Linked DNA regions of Mus musculus: region 1 is linked to region 2. Evidence: chromatin contacts called from public HiChIP or PLAC-seq data. All regions are on one chromosome and are shown on one strand. Each heading gives the region's core, a stretch centred on a gene start, on an enhancer-like site or on the middle of the called end of the contact. The rest is flanking DNA. Distances are from core to core; before and after follow the strand shown.

Region 1 (6,544 bases), core at 1,040-3,539, 150 kb after region 2:
TTGATTTGACAAAAGCTACCAAGCCTAGTAAAGAGCAAAGAGAGGATTTGAACTCAGCTCTTTCTGAATCCTAAACCAGAAGAATGCTTCATGTCATCATATTGTAGAGAAGTGGCCACCCCACATTCCCTGGTTCAGGACACACAACGCCTCCATTAAGTGTCTATCCTATACCATTGAGCCTGTGACTAACATACGGAGATAATTTAGAATGGACACTGGTAGTCATTAGTAACTTAGTTGGATGGTAGTACCTTGTCTGTTCTCTCAGGGTAGTAATACAGTAAAAAAAAAAATGGCTGTTGGCATATCTGCTTGTCAGTCATTCGTCCTATGGACATTTTAGTATAATGTTGCTTGACTATCCCTCAGCAGAACATGAGTGCAGATCTTGCAGGCGGTAGGTGGTCTCAGAGTCCTGTCTCAGCTTTCTCTGTTGGGCTCTGGTATCTATCGGCACATTTGAAAGACACAGGGACAGGTATCTTCGAAGAGTTTACCATCAGGGCAGACTAATTGTCCTAGTTGAATTCCCACAATAACTGATGAGATAAACTCAGTACACAATTTGAAGTCATCTTAAAAATGGCACATCACTCTTGTATGCACCGGGCGTGGCAGGAAGTGGTCAAGATTACACGAGATACTGTGTTTTCCTTGAGAAAGGTATAAGAAGGAGATCTGTTGGAGGTGACTGATGAGTTGGCCACTACTGGTCTATACTCTGGGGTAATGCCTCTTCTAGGCTGCTCACCATGTTTCCACATATCCAGAAATCCAAGTGGGGTACCCGTGGGAGTGTGTAGTGGGTTGAGCAGTTGTCTACCTGTCCTGTGAATACTAAAAACAATATCTCATTTCTTTGTCTTCCTAAAGAGTTGGTAAAAGTGGCATGTGTATAGCTGGGTCCCTCCTGGGTACACTTTGCCATAAGCCTGTTTGCTTTAAAAGTGTGTGTGTGGCAGGGTAGAACACTTGAGAAGGTCAGAGAACAACTTTGAGGCATCTCTTATCTCCTTCCAGCAATATGGGTCTCTTGTGAGGCAGTTGTCGGCATCTCTCCACCTCCAGCCAGTTTACTTCTCCTTTTCTAGACCAGGGAGTGGGAGAATTTTTTAGGCTACTGGTTTTCCAGCAACCCTGTTGTCTGCTGTGATAAAACACCATGACTGACCAAAGGCAACTTGGGGAGGGAAGTGTTTATTTCAGCTTAACAATTCTCAGGTCATGATGAAAGTCTGGGCAGGAATTGGGAGGCAAGAACTAAAGGAGAACCATGAAGGAATACCGCTCTTGTCTTGCTCAGTCTGCTTTCCTATACAACCCAGGACCACCTGCCCAGGAATGGCACTACTCCTAATGGGCTGTGCCCTCCCACATTAATACATTAATCAAGAAAATGCCCCTAGAGTTGCTTTCAAGGCAATCTGATGGAGGCTCCTCTTTCCTAATAACTCTAGCTTGTGTCAAGTTGACAGAAAACCAACCAGGGTGTGTGTGTGTGTGTGTGTGTGTGTGTGTGTGTGTGTGAGAGAGAGAGAGAGAGAGAGACAGAGAGAGACAGAGAGAGACAGAGACAGAGAGAGAGAGAGACAGAGAGAGGAGGGGCATGTACCAGATGTTGGCACTGGGTATTTTCCTTAATTTCTCTCTACCTTACATTGAGCCGCAATCTCTCTTTTTTACTCCAGCACTCACTGACTTGGCTACTCTAGTAATGCAGCTTGATCCAGGATCCCGTGTCTCTACTTCTTATGTTACATAAGGGCCCACCACTCACCCCTTCCCATATTTATGTGGGTACCGGGGAATTCAGACTTCGCTCCTTACACTTGTGGCAGGTGCTTCACCCACAGTCATCTCTCCAGCACCAGAACTTGTCTTAAGCTGGACATCGTAGTGAAACTCTAACCTTGAAGTAGTAACCGTGAGTCTATCTGACACCCACCCTCTCAAACCCTTAGTTCTACTTTGCCCTTTCGCTGTTCCATGGAGTATAGATTGAGAAATTGCCATCGCCATCCCTGCCTCGGGCAGAAGGCTAAGGACATCTCAGCATTCCAGTTATAGTTCTGGTTCCTGATGTGTGTTTACCTGAGCAGAAGACTCACAGAAGTGACTGTACCTCCCCTGCCACATTCTCAATGAGTAGCCCCCTGAAAGGTGTTAGTGTCAGCTCTAAAGGTCAGCCGCTGCTCCTGGCTACTTCTCGGAGTGACTGTAAGCTCAATCATCCCCCAGGTATGCAGACTCTATGCCTGTTTTCATCTTCACAGGCAGGAAAAGGTTCTGTTGAACTTTAAAAGCAAGGGAATGATGCTTCCCTTGGCCTCTGGGGGTTTTTCAGATCTGGTACAGCCTAGGCCTTGACTTCATGGAGCTGGTATTCTGGGAAATAGGAAGCCTTGTGCTAATTCCCTTGTCAATTTCCCACAGCCAAGACTCTGCAGTAGACAGGAAACAGGGCTCAGAAAAGAAAGAATAGCCAACCAAGAGTGGTTATCTGGATTACCCTGAAGAGTTCCATGGAGGTAGACCCTGGGCAATGATTGGAATAGCTCTGTGTCACCTAACTGAAGAGGGAACATTTGCTCAGGGGCCTAGGGAGAACATTTACTAGGCTTCTCTGGAAAGACCGTATTTATAGTTTGCTCTAAGAGGATGGCTGGTAAGAGAAGCCAAGCTGGAGGCAGGGACCTAGTAACTGAACTATGACAGTGTGGCAAGAGGGCTAGGCACCTGGGCCAGGGGCTCCCTCATAGTCTGAGCCCTACTCAGGTGGCCTTCAGTTGTCCCTTATGGCCAGCCTCCACTGATGTCCCCTCTTCAGCCCACTGTGTCTGTTTGGGTCTCCTCCTCAGTGTTTTTAAACAAAGAATTATGAATACAAGTTATGTTTGTAAGTCTGTAAAATATATGCTAGAACTTCTGAACTTGTCTGTTTTATGTGTATGGGAGTTTTGTCTACATGTTTGCCAGCATGCCAGATGGCATTGGGTTACTTATAGACAGCTGTGAGCCATCTTATCAATGCTGGGAATTGAACTTCAGACATCTAGAAGAGCAGCCAGTGGTCTTAGCTGCTGAGCCATCTCTCCAGCCCCCTGAACGAGATTTTCAGTAAAACACTCAAAACATAGCTTTTTAAGAGCTGGGAAGTAGCTGAGTCAGCAGAGTGTTTGCCAAGCAAACAGTAGGGGGACCTGAGTTTAGATCTTAGACCATAGCCCCAACATGGAAAGCTGGGCACAGGGGTGTGTGTCTATAACCCTAGTGCTGGAGAGATCCCTCAGGGTCCCGAGGCTGCTTTAGGCAGCGAATATACCTTGCCTCAGAATAATAAGGTGGAGAGGGAGGGAAGGAGGAGCAGATGCATCCATGCAAACACATGCAAGCACACACACACACACACACACACACACACACACACACACAGAGAGGGGGGGGGACGACCCAGAGCTTAGCTGGAAGTGTGCATCAAAAGTAACCATGAAGCTTTTACTTAAGTATAAAAAAGTCAGTACACGATCAGGCATGCTTGCTTATATCTGTAATCACAGTACTTGGGACGTAGGAGGACTGAATTATTTAAGGTCAGTCTCCAAGGATGACCATAGCTACATCTCAAACACCAACACACAACACCCAGGCTTGTCTACCTCACAGGTGACTTTTCCTTTTCTTTAAACAAAACACTTAATCAAGCAGAGAATCATTATTCTATCCTCTTTCTAATTTCCTCCAACCTCTCTTCTTCCCTAAGTAAACTCAGCCCCCTCCCTCTTCCCTCACCTCCAAGTCTTTCCTTTGTCACATTAGAAAATAAAGCAGCTGAGAAATCGGCCCCCTCTTACCCTGAAGTTGAATTCAGCTGGCTGTCCTCACTCATTGTCTACCAAGAGCTCTTGGTGTTGCCCTGAGCACCAACATCAGACAAGTCGTTTACAGCGGCCTCAGAAGACTGATCTGGTCACTTGGGATGGCCCCAGATGCAGGCCGTGATCATGTGAGAGAGATGCAAGAAGAATGTGGACTAGGTTGGGATATAGCTCAGTGGCTGAGGGCTTGCCTGGCGTGGAACTGCATAAGAAGAAGAGAAATAGGGAAAGACACCAAGAAAGAGTGCATCAGAGCAGAAGAGATGGTGTGGGCCACTTCCAGGAGACACTCAAGAAGAGCCCATGAAGACAGCTAAAGGAATGTTAGAAATTCACACAATCGAGAGTTTATATTATCTTGATCAAAGTGCCTAAGAAGAAACAAAAGTGCTTGTCTTCAAGAGGATGCCTTTCCAGTTGGGACCTAGCCCTTCTGACCCATGCATGGTTCTTCTGGGGTTGGGTGTGTTTTAGGTGACCCACAGCTTTATAGCTGTCCTGATGTGGTCGGCAAAGATAGACGCATACCATGCAGTAGGCAAGTGGCCTCTGGGTCCGTGGTATAGCATTGGAATTCACAGACGCCATCTTGGAGCTAGCTGTCTGATTTGTCACCAACTGCATCTGCTTCAGCAGCATCTGCTTCAGCTGCATCTGCTTCAGCTGCATCTGCACTCCTTTCCTGTATTGTGTAGATACCCTTGTCTCCCGCAGCTTAGAATCTTACCAAAATCTCAGATTGGGTTCTAGGAGACAGCACAGTATAGGACCAGTTTGTAATATTTGAAATTCTTTGCTGCTCTGAAATGTTTTCTCTGTGGAGATAGCAAAATTAGCCCTTTCTGAATCTCTATGAATTGAGACTCAGCCTGGCCTGGAAAAAGATGGCAGCTGAATTTTCCATGTTTTATATCTTTCTTTCCGACATGGAGTTGTACACAGAGTTTCCCTGCTCTGTCTCTCTTTCCCCACACAAGATATCCAGAGGCATCATGGCAGAGACCACAGGACCCAGACGTGGCTCTGGAGATGGCGTACTGCTGCCATCTTCCTTATGAGAGATGGATGGAGTCAGGTTTGTGTTCAAATGATGGCACAGCATGAGGAAACAGGAAGAGGAAACAAGGCCACGGCTCTGTTCTCACCTTGGCAGGAATCTGTCTTGGGCAGAAGGTTTGACCATGTCTTGCCATGGCCCGCAATGAAGAAAAGCTGATGGTGCTTCCTTGCAGCAGTGCAGGAAAGGCGGCTTGTGTCTCTGTTCCATCCAGTGATTGACTAAATTATCAGCTATGTGAGCTCTCCTGGGGCCATGTTTTCTTGTTGTTTCATTTTTGACCTGGGGCCCTTGTGACTGGATTTTCAAATAGACCTTTCTTTCCAGTAAGGTATTCCTTTCCATAAGCGAGAGCTTAAAGTTCACATGGCTGGTTTCATTCTTCCAAGTTTAAGAACTCCATGGAGCATTGCCCAAGTGCAACTCCGCTGCCTGCAGTTGGTGTTGCTATGCCAGGGGAGGCAGACATGCTGTGTTCCCTGTGGTCCCCTGGGCTGCACATGAGGAGTGGGAACTGAATAGAACACAAGGTCCCAAGCCTCGATTGGAACCTGCATCCTCCTGGCCATTTCTTAGGTTTGGGAAACCATGCCGGCCTCTTCTAGGTTCCAGCCTTCAGGTTCTTTTGCCCACATGACATGAGTCCTCTGACCTCATAGGTACTTAGCTGATGTGGGAAGGAATTAGAATCTCCACTGGGAATGTGGAATGCAGGGTTGACTCTGTGAGCCCAAGGCTGGATCTGTTTGCCTTTCTGTTCTGAGCCAAGCCTGGAAGAGTTTGTATGGTAATAAACGGAAGCAGCTCCATTCTGAACTGAGAAATCTCTTGCTTGCTAAGCAATCCCCAGTGTCTATCAGAGAAAACTCTAGAATAAAGTTGGTAACCAAGATTGTACAGTAAAGGCTAGAGCTCCTGAGCAGCGCTAGATCATAGCAGAATCCTGGATGGTGGGCCAGTGGGACGCCATCTTGTCTGAGCTTAGCTGCCTTTGTCTCTGCTTTAGCAAAGAGGCAATAAGGGCTTACAAAAGCTTTGTGATTTGCATGGGGTGGCAGATCTGACCCTGATCCTTAGCCCGTCTGGTGTCAAAGCCCAAGTTCCTCACAGAATGATCCAGAAGGGTTCACATCCCTCACTGAAGGTGCTGTGCATGGGCCCTTTCTCTGTGAATTTGAAGGCTATGGCAATGTGAGGGCTTAGCTCTCACGCTAGAACTTGAATGCCAGCTCCCAGACAAAAGGGCAGTGAGCAGGAAGGCACCTTTTCCTCAGCTCCTAGCTCCAGACCATAGCTGGCCTACATCCTCCATTCCCAGGAATCTCAAGGCTCACCCTCCCAGCTCCTCATCTGCAGTTCTTTGTGAAAGCCAGAGGCCCACATCAGAAAGAAAAGATCCGCCATGGACAATGACACAGTGCTAAACATAGCTCTGTACATTTGAAAATGAACAATGTGTAAAAGCCTTGAAACATTTTTTCTTTGATGTGAATGGAGTCTTCGGCATTTTGAAATACAATGCAATGAATTAATTGCTCCTCATTAGGCAGCAAGTCAGGCTGGGGCTGAATGCACGGTCCGTCCCTCCTCCACAGCGCCGTGGCCTGAC
Region 2 (6,360 bases), core at 215-2,714:
AAGCCTCCTGTAACAGATTATCTTATTAGCTACCTCACAGAGCAGCTCCTGATCTGTGAGGAATGTGTTTGTTTCTTTAGGTGCAGAAGACACAGAAGACGGACTCTGAAAAGTTCAGTGGTGTTTGTCAGGACAGGGCCCTGGCCTATAACCTTGTGCAGGAAATTATTCCTGCTACTGCCCCAGAGTGCTCCAACTTTGTGGATTTTGTATGTTTTACATATGTTGTGGTTCTTTGGTTTGTATCTTAGATATTTTCTGGTGAGTTTTGTGTGTGTTGTATGTTACATTTTGTGTGTCTTGTGCTGTTTGTGAGCCGTGCACGTCATGTGTGATGTTATGTGTTGTCCCTTTCCAAAGGCTTTTAGGACCTTTGGATGTATTGGCTAGGATCTGCTGAGAACCTTCCTCTAAGGAGACAAAGAGGAACCAGAAATAGATTTCCATTTGATAACAAATGTTTCCCTTTGAGGGTCTGATGGCAGAGTCCTGCTCCTTGGACAGACGATAAAATTACAGGATTGAACCCTTGCAAAACTCGGGCTGACAGCAGGGTCAGCTGATGTCATTGATGTTGATGTTTTTGCCATCACACCGGACAGTCAGATGCTTTCAATAGGAAGACCAACTTGCCCACAGGTCATCTGATGTTAGGATCAGAGAGGCCACCTGCCCCAGGCTTGGTCACCTCTGCTTCCCAAACTCTTGGGGCTTGAGGCGGCATTCCCAGCTTTGATGCTCCTATGTGCAGTAGAGCTCAGGCGCTCGCTGTTTAGGCAGATGCTACCTGGGGAGTAGGTGTTTGGCCCTTGTGTTCAGAGAACCGTGAGTGAAGCTGTGTGGCTGAGGGGCAGACGAAGTGCGTGTGCAGAAGCCGGGAAAGACCTCCGGAAGACTGGCATTTCCTGTGTCCTGCTGCCCATCTTTCAGGAGAGATTCAGGGTCTCTCTGGTAAACCTGTTTTACAGTGAACCTGTATCCTTCCCCACTTATCCCTTAGGCAAGCGGGAGCCGGTTCTGCTAATGGAGCCCAAGGCTGTCTGGTCCACAAACTTGTGGGCAAATATGTCCGATGGAGTGTTTTGGAAAGGCAGCTTCATTGGACAGAAGCTATTCTGTCTTGGTCCTTGTTCTCCATTTGATCTAAGAGACATCATTGAGGACACCCCCCCCATTATCTCCATAACAACAAAGGGGATTCGAACTGCCTCTGACCTTCACTGCCAGTCTCCAGCCTCCGCTTTCTGCTGACTGTCCACCCTGTGGATGGGTTGAGCTGTGAGTGTGGCTTCAGAGTGCTTGGCGGGTGAGGAATTTTTCCAGTTGCCCTCGGGGCACCATAGAGTTCTGGTTAGCTGAGCATCTGGCAAGAGGCAAGCCAGGTGTGTCATTAGACCTGAGCGTCCTGCCTGGTGGCCCCTCCCCTTGCTTCATTCCATCTCTGAGCAATATGGAAGAAATGTTCTAGAAGCCTTTGGCAAGTGCTTGCTTGTGATCAATTGTATAAATATGCAGTGCACGTGCTGAGGCTTCCTGTGTCAGAGAGTCTTTGAAATTCAGTGAGTTTTACTACTGCAGGCTTCAATAGCAAAAGCCAGAGGACTCACACACTGGAAGGAGACAGACTTCTGAGACACACACACACACACACACACACACACACACACACACACACACACACACTGGCAAGCATTCAGCCACACACATATACTAAATAAACGTATTACAGAGGTACAGTAATTAACAATGATAATAGAATATATTGAATATTTCATAGGGGCATATAAGGGAAGTCAGTGGAGAAGATGTCACCTCTGTGGCAGGAGGGCAGCCATCACGTCTCATTCTTAACTTCACTCCCACTGTCTCGCTGGTTGGTGCTGTCAAGTATTTTAATATCTAACAACTATTCATTTCTTGTTATTTTTTAAAAAAAGGTATTTTCTCCTGTCTTTCATCATCAAGTTTATATTTACTCACTGCATTTTAGAAATAGCTTCTTTGGGTAGATTACAGAAGGGCTTGGATTAGTCACTTCTTCCACCTTTTAAAGAAACAGTTTGTCTTTTCTAAAGCCTATATGTTTGTATTTCACCTTTTATTTATTTATTTTAGTAACATGAGCTCTTATAATGCATATTTGAAAGTGCTGTCTACTTATTCCTTTCAGTAACAGACACTCATCCCCCAGCTTGCCCACTAGATTACAGCCTCTCAAGAGGTCCTGTGCACATTGTGTTTGCCAGGGTGATTGCTCGGTGTCTGGTACCTGACTTCTCTGATCATGACCCCCCTTTCACCCAAGCAGTTCTTTCGTGTGGAGTTCAGACATTTGTTGAAAATGCTGAGAGCATGGTTTTTGTATAAATGTTTAGTACCAAAGGATAGAGTTGTGGCTAGTAAGAGTATGTAGTGCTTTTGAGAGAACCTGGACTTGGTTCCTAGCACGTACATGATAGGTCATAACTGCAGTCCCAGGGGATCTGCTGTCCTCTGTCTTCTATGAGCACCTGCCTATGTGCTATTCATATAAAGTCACATAGGCTTTTTTAATTGCGGAAATATGTTTAGGACTATTTCATCTCAGCAAATTTTGCTTATGTATCTGTTCTTGAGGGTGGGATTCTTGTGACACATGCTAGTGTTGAACTACGTAGCCCAGGATGGCCTTGAGTTTCTGATCCTCCTGACCCCATTATCCCCACTTCCAATTTCCAGTGCTGGAATTACTGTGGTGTCTACTCAGAGGGTCTACTTAGTGATCCACAATATCCACCCAGGGCTTAACACCTTGTAGCCTAGCACTCTGAACTACATCTCTAGCCCACATATAGCAATTTTAAAAATCAAAACCACATTCCAAGATATAATTTGGTATTCACATGCCTACAAACTGCAGTGTAGATTTGTTTACTCTAAACCATGCTGTTTCTACAAGAGTTGGGCACAGTGCACTACAAATACACTTGAACAGTGTACAAAGCCTTGAATCTCAAGCAAGGGCTCCTCTCCTCTCCTCTCCTCTCCTCTCCTCTCCTCTCCTCTCCTCTCCTCTCCTCTCCTCTCCTCTCCTCTCCTCTCCTCTCCCCTCCCCTCCCCTCCCCTCCCCTCCCCTCCCCTCCCCTCCCCTCCCCTCCCCTCCCCTCCCCTCCCCTCCCCTCCCCTCCCCTCCCCTCTTCTTTTCTTTTCTTTTCTTTTCTTTTTCCTGACAGGGTTTCTCTGTGTAGCCCTGGTTGTCCTGGAACTCACTCTGTAGACCAGGCTGGCCTCAAACTCAGAAATTCGCCTGCCTCTGCCTCCCAAGTGCTGGGGTTAAAGGTTTGCGCCACCACACTGGTCAACCAAGGGGTTTCGAACAGCATCTTTGTCGTTACATGGGTGACATCATGCACAGTACAAAGTGCACATGCTATGTGTTTGGAACCAAGGTTATAGCAAGTGCTATGATCCATCATGGCTGAGTGCAGCTGAGAGCACTGTGGGTTTATATACTTGGTTTTTACTTATTTTTTTGGTAGTTGTCCTTTCAGAAACTTTATTGTTGCCAATTTTTTGGTGCCCTCCCCATTCATTTGCTTGACTATCCCCATGTTGAATCTCAACCCACAGTTTATAAACTGTGGTCTAGGAAATTCCTGGCATATGGATGCTCCATATACATTGGTTACCAGAGGCTCTGGCCATGTAATAGATGGTCAGTGACGTGTGGAATTGTCTGTCATGGATACTGGTTGAATTCGTCACACATCTTGAGATTGTCCTGTAGTTTTTGGCAGATACTTCAGTTCTCTGTCATTACATCAAGGTTGCATGTGGTATCCATTATTTCAGTGCGCTGATGGGATTCTTGAGGAACAGCCGAAAGCAGGAAGGTTTTATTTTGGTTCATAGTTTCAGTGGGCTCATGGTGGCAGGGTGAAGCAGAGTGAAGTTGATCACTTCCTGGGTGGCCCAGAGGCAGAGACAGAAGTTCCAGGATAAGATACAGCCTTCCTCCACCTAGGTGGCACAGTGTCCCTAAAACTTTGTATCATTTCTCTGAAAGGCCAGTGGACCATCCCTGAAACTTTGTTTCAATTCTCTGAAAGGCCAGTGGACCATCAGTAGGCTAATAAATTGAATAGGTCAGAGCCTTCAATTCTAGTCTGCTCTCAGTGATTTGAACTGTAAGCCAGGAAGTCTTCTGTAGGAAAACTGATATTTAAACTCTAACAGTGAGGGTGTTCTGAAATTTGATGAAAAGGCATGAATTCACTGTGCAGAGTAGAGGTTAGCAGTTCAGCACAATCCTGTCACTTTGTGTTTAGAACCTCTTACTTTTAGATTGTTCTGGGAAGTTGGCTGGTGGTGGTGCATAGCTTTAGGAGAGGCGGGGGCAGGGGCAGGGGCAGGGGCAGGGGCAGGGGCAGGGGCAGGGACAGAGGCAGGGGCAGGTAGACCTCTGAGTCGGAGACCAGCCTTGTCTGCAGAGCTCTGAAGAGAAAGTTCAAGGACATCTACATAGAGAAACTCCCCGGGGCTACACAGAGAAACCCTGTTTCAGAACAAACAAAGAAAATAGATTATTTTGGTATTTTAAAAATTAATTGATTAATTATTTTAAATATTTACATATTTATTTGTCTGTATGTTTGTAGGCTTGGTGCCTGCAGAGACAGGAGACAGAGAAGACAGAGGAGCATGTCGGCTCCCCTGAGATTGGAGTGTGAGGTCGTTGTGAGTCACCATGTGCTTGCTCCGAACTGAACCTAGGTCCTCTGCAGGAGACTCTTAATTCCTGAGTCATCTCTCCAGCTTCTGGCATTAGTACTTTTTTAATGTGAGAAAATTAAAAAAAAAAAACATTTGACTTACTTATTTTGAGTGTGTACATCCATGCAAAGGTACATTTGTGCACACATTATCACGCATATGTTGAGATAAGAAGCCTCAGTTTTCTTCTACCTGCTAGTCATAGGGATTGAGGTCAGGATGTCAGGCTTGGTGGCAAGCATCTTTACTAGCTGCAAAATAAAATGTTTTTGCCAAGAACTTTGGTTCTTTATTTTGTAAGTAGGGATTCCTTAGAGAAAATTGCATTACCCAATTAAGCCATTTCATTTGAGGTACAGGTAGCCAGGAGTGTAATCTCTTTGGTTTTGTAACTGCTAACACATAGGTGTTAAAATATGCTCAAATAGCAAGAACAACCAAAGTATAGAAGAATAGACAGTGCATTTGAAGTTCCAGGCAAATTGAGAGTATATCTAATTTAGTTTTGGAATTGTGGATGCACGCATGTGTGTGTATCTGTGTGTGTGTGCGCGAGTGCCTGTCTGTCTGTCTCTCTGTGTATGTCTGTCTTGGTCCTGAGCATTGAGTACAGATCCTAGGGAAGTAACTCCTGACGCTGGAGATCGGAACTCAGGTCTTTCTCTCTTCACAGCAAGCACTTTACCGATCAGGACATCTCCAAAAGCCTGATGAAGGCTATTTTGAACTGGGGATGGTGGCTCACACCTTTAGTACCAGCCCTTGGGAGGCAGAGGCAGGCGGATCTCTGTGAGTTCCAGGACAGCCAAGGCTGTTACACTGAGAAACCCTGTTTTTTTTTTTTTAGATTTATTATTTATTTATTATTATTATATATAAGTACACTGTAGCTGTCTTCAGACACACCAGAAGAGGGTGTCAGATCTTATTACAGGTGGTTGTGAGCCACCATGTGGTTGCTGTGATTTGAACTCAGGACCTTTGGAAGAGCAATCAGTGCTCTTATCCACTGAGCCATCTCGCCAGCCACAGGTATACCCATATGCATACACACACACACACACACACACAGACACACACACACACACACACACAGCTATTTTGAGCTCAGTCTATCAGATTTTATCTTCATGTTGCCTTCTCTGCCAGCCCCCGAGCAGCTTTTTACCTTGGACAAGATAAAGCAGGTGCCTGGGCACAGCTCAGGCCCTGCCTGAGTTCAACTTTTGAGCAAGCCACAGTGGTCCTTCCCCAGAGACCCTGTTACCTCTTCCACCCCTGTGGATTCCTTCTGTGTACACTGTACCGTATTTGGAAAGTGTAGAGCCATTGTGTTTTCTTTAATAAAACTGCATTTATCCTTATGTGGACAGACTGTGTCCACATGCTTAGATAGCAGGGTGAACTGTTGGCTTTAGATTATCTTTTTCTTTCTTTAAATAAAGGTTTCTTTTGGTTCATTGGTTTTCAAACTGTTGAAAACTAGCCAGAAAAAGTTGGTCAAAGGAAGAGGCAATATTCCAGAGTGTTTTTAATTTTAGTAACTATATTTCAAGGTTAATAAGGGTTTTACTTTGCCAGAATCTATAGTAATGAAAACAAAAACGG

Evidence for each region. HiChIP or PLAC-seq counts read pairs in DNA pulled down with a chosen protein or histone mark.
Region 1: a contact with region 2 is called in an H3K27ac HiChIP or PLAC-seq map of trophoblast stem cells, with 18 read pairs. The contact joins two enhancer-like sites. A contact is called at or near these places in 1 of 39 promoter capture datasets (neural stem cells), 1 of 15 datasets of contacts at CTCF or cohesin (the NIH/3T3 cell line), 5 of 484 Hi-C or Micro-C datasets (cortical neurons, liver, nephron progenitors and 2 more), 19 of 115 datasets of contacts at active chromatin or transcription factors (T-cell acute lymphoblastic leukemia, embryonic basal ganglia, embryonic forebrain and 9 more) and 3 of 9 other capture datasets (adipose tissue, liver and pancreatic islet).

Annotation. Positions count from the first base shown.
Region 1 is chr7:112,845,157-112,851,700 of GRCm38.p6, forward strand. All of the region lies in intron 4 of Tead1 (TEA domain family member 1), which reads left to right. Among named protein-coding and RNA genes, the nearest start is that of Rassf10, 110 kb to the right of the region's middle. Within about 2 kb of position 2,290, at least 2 of the 459 cell types and tissues checked have an H3K27ac peak or open chromatin away from gene starts, as enhancers often do. A contact at or near this core is called in trophoblast stem cells, where this site is marked.
Region 2 is chr7:112,698,872-112,705,231 of GRCm38.p6, forward strand. The region is part of intron 1 of Tead1 (TEA domain family member 1); the gene reads left to right. Among named protein-coding and RNA genes, the nearest start is that of Tead1, 23 kb to the left of the region's middle. Within about 2 kb of position 1,465, at least 42 of the 459 cell types and tissues checked have an H3K27ac peak or open chromatin away from gene starts, as enhancers often do. A contact at or near this core is called in trophoblast stem cells, where this site is marked.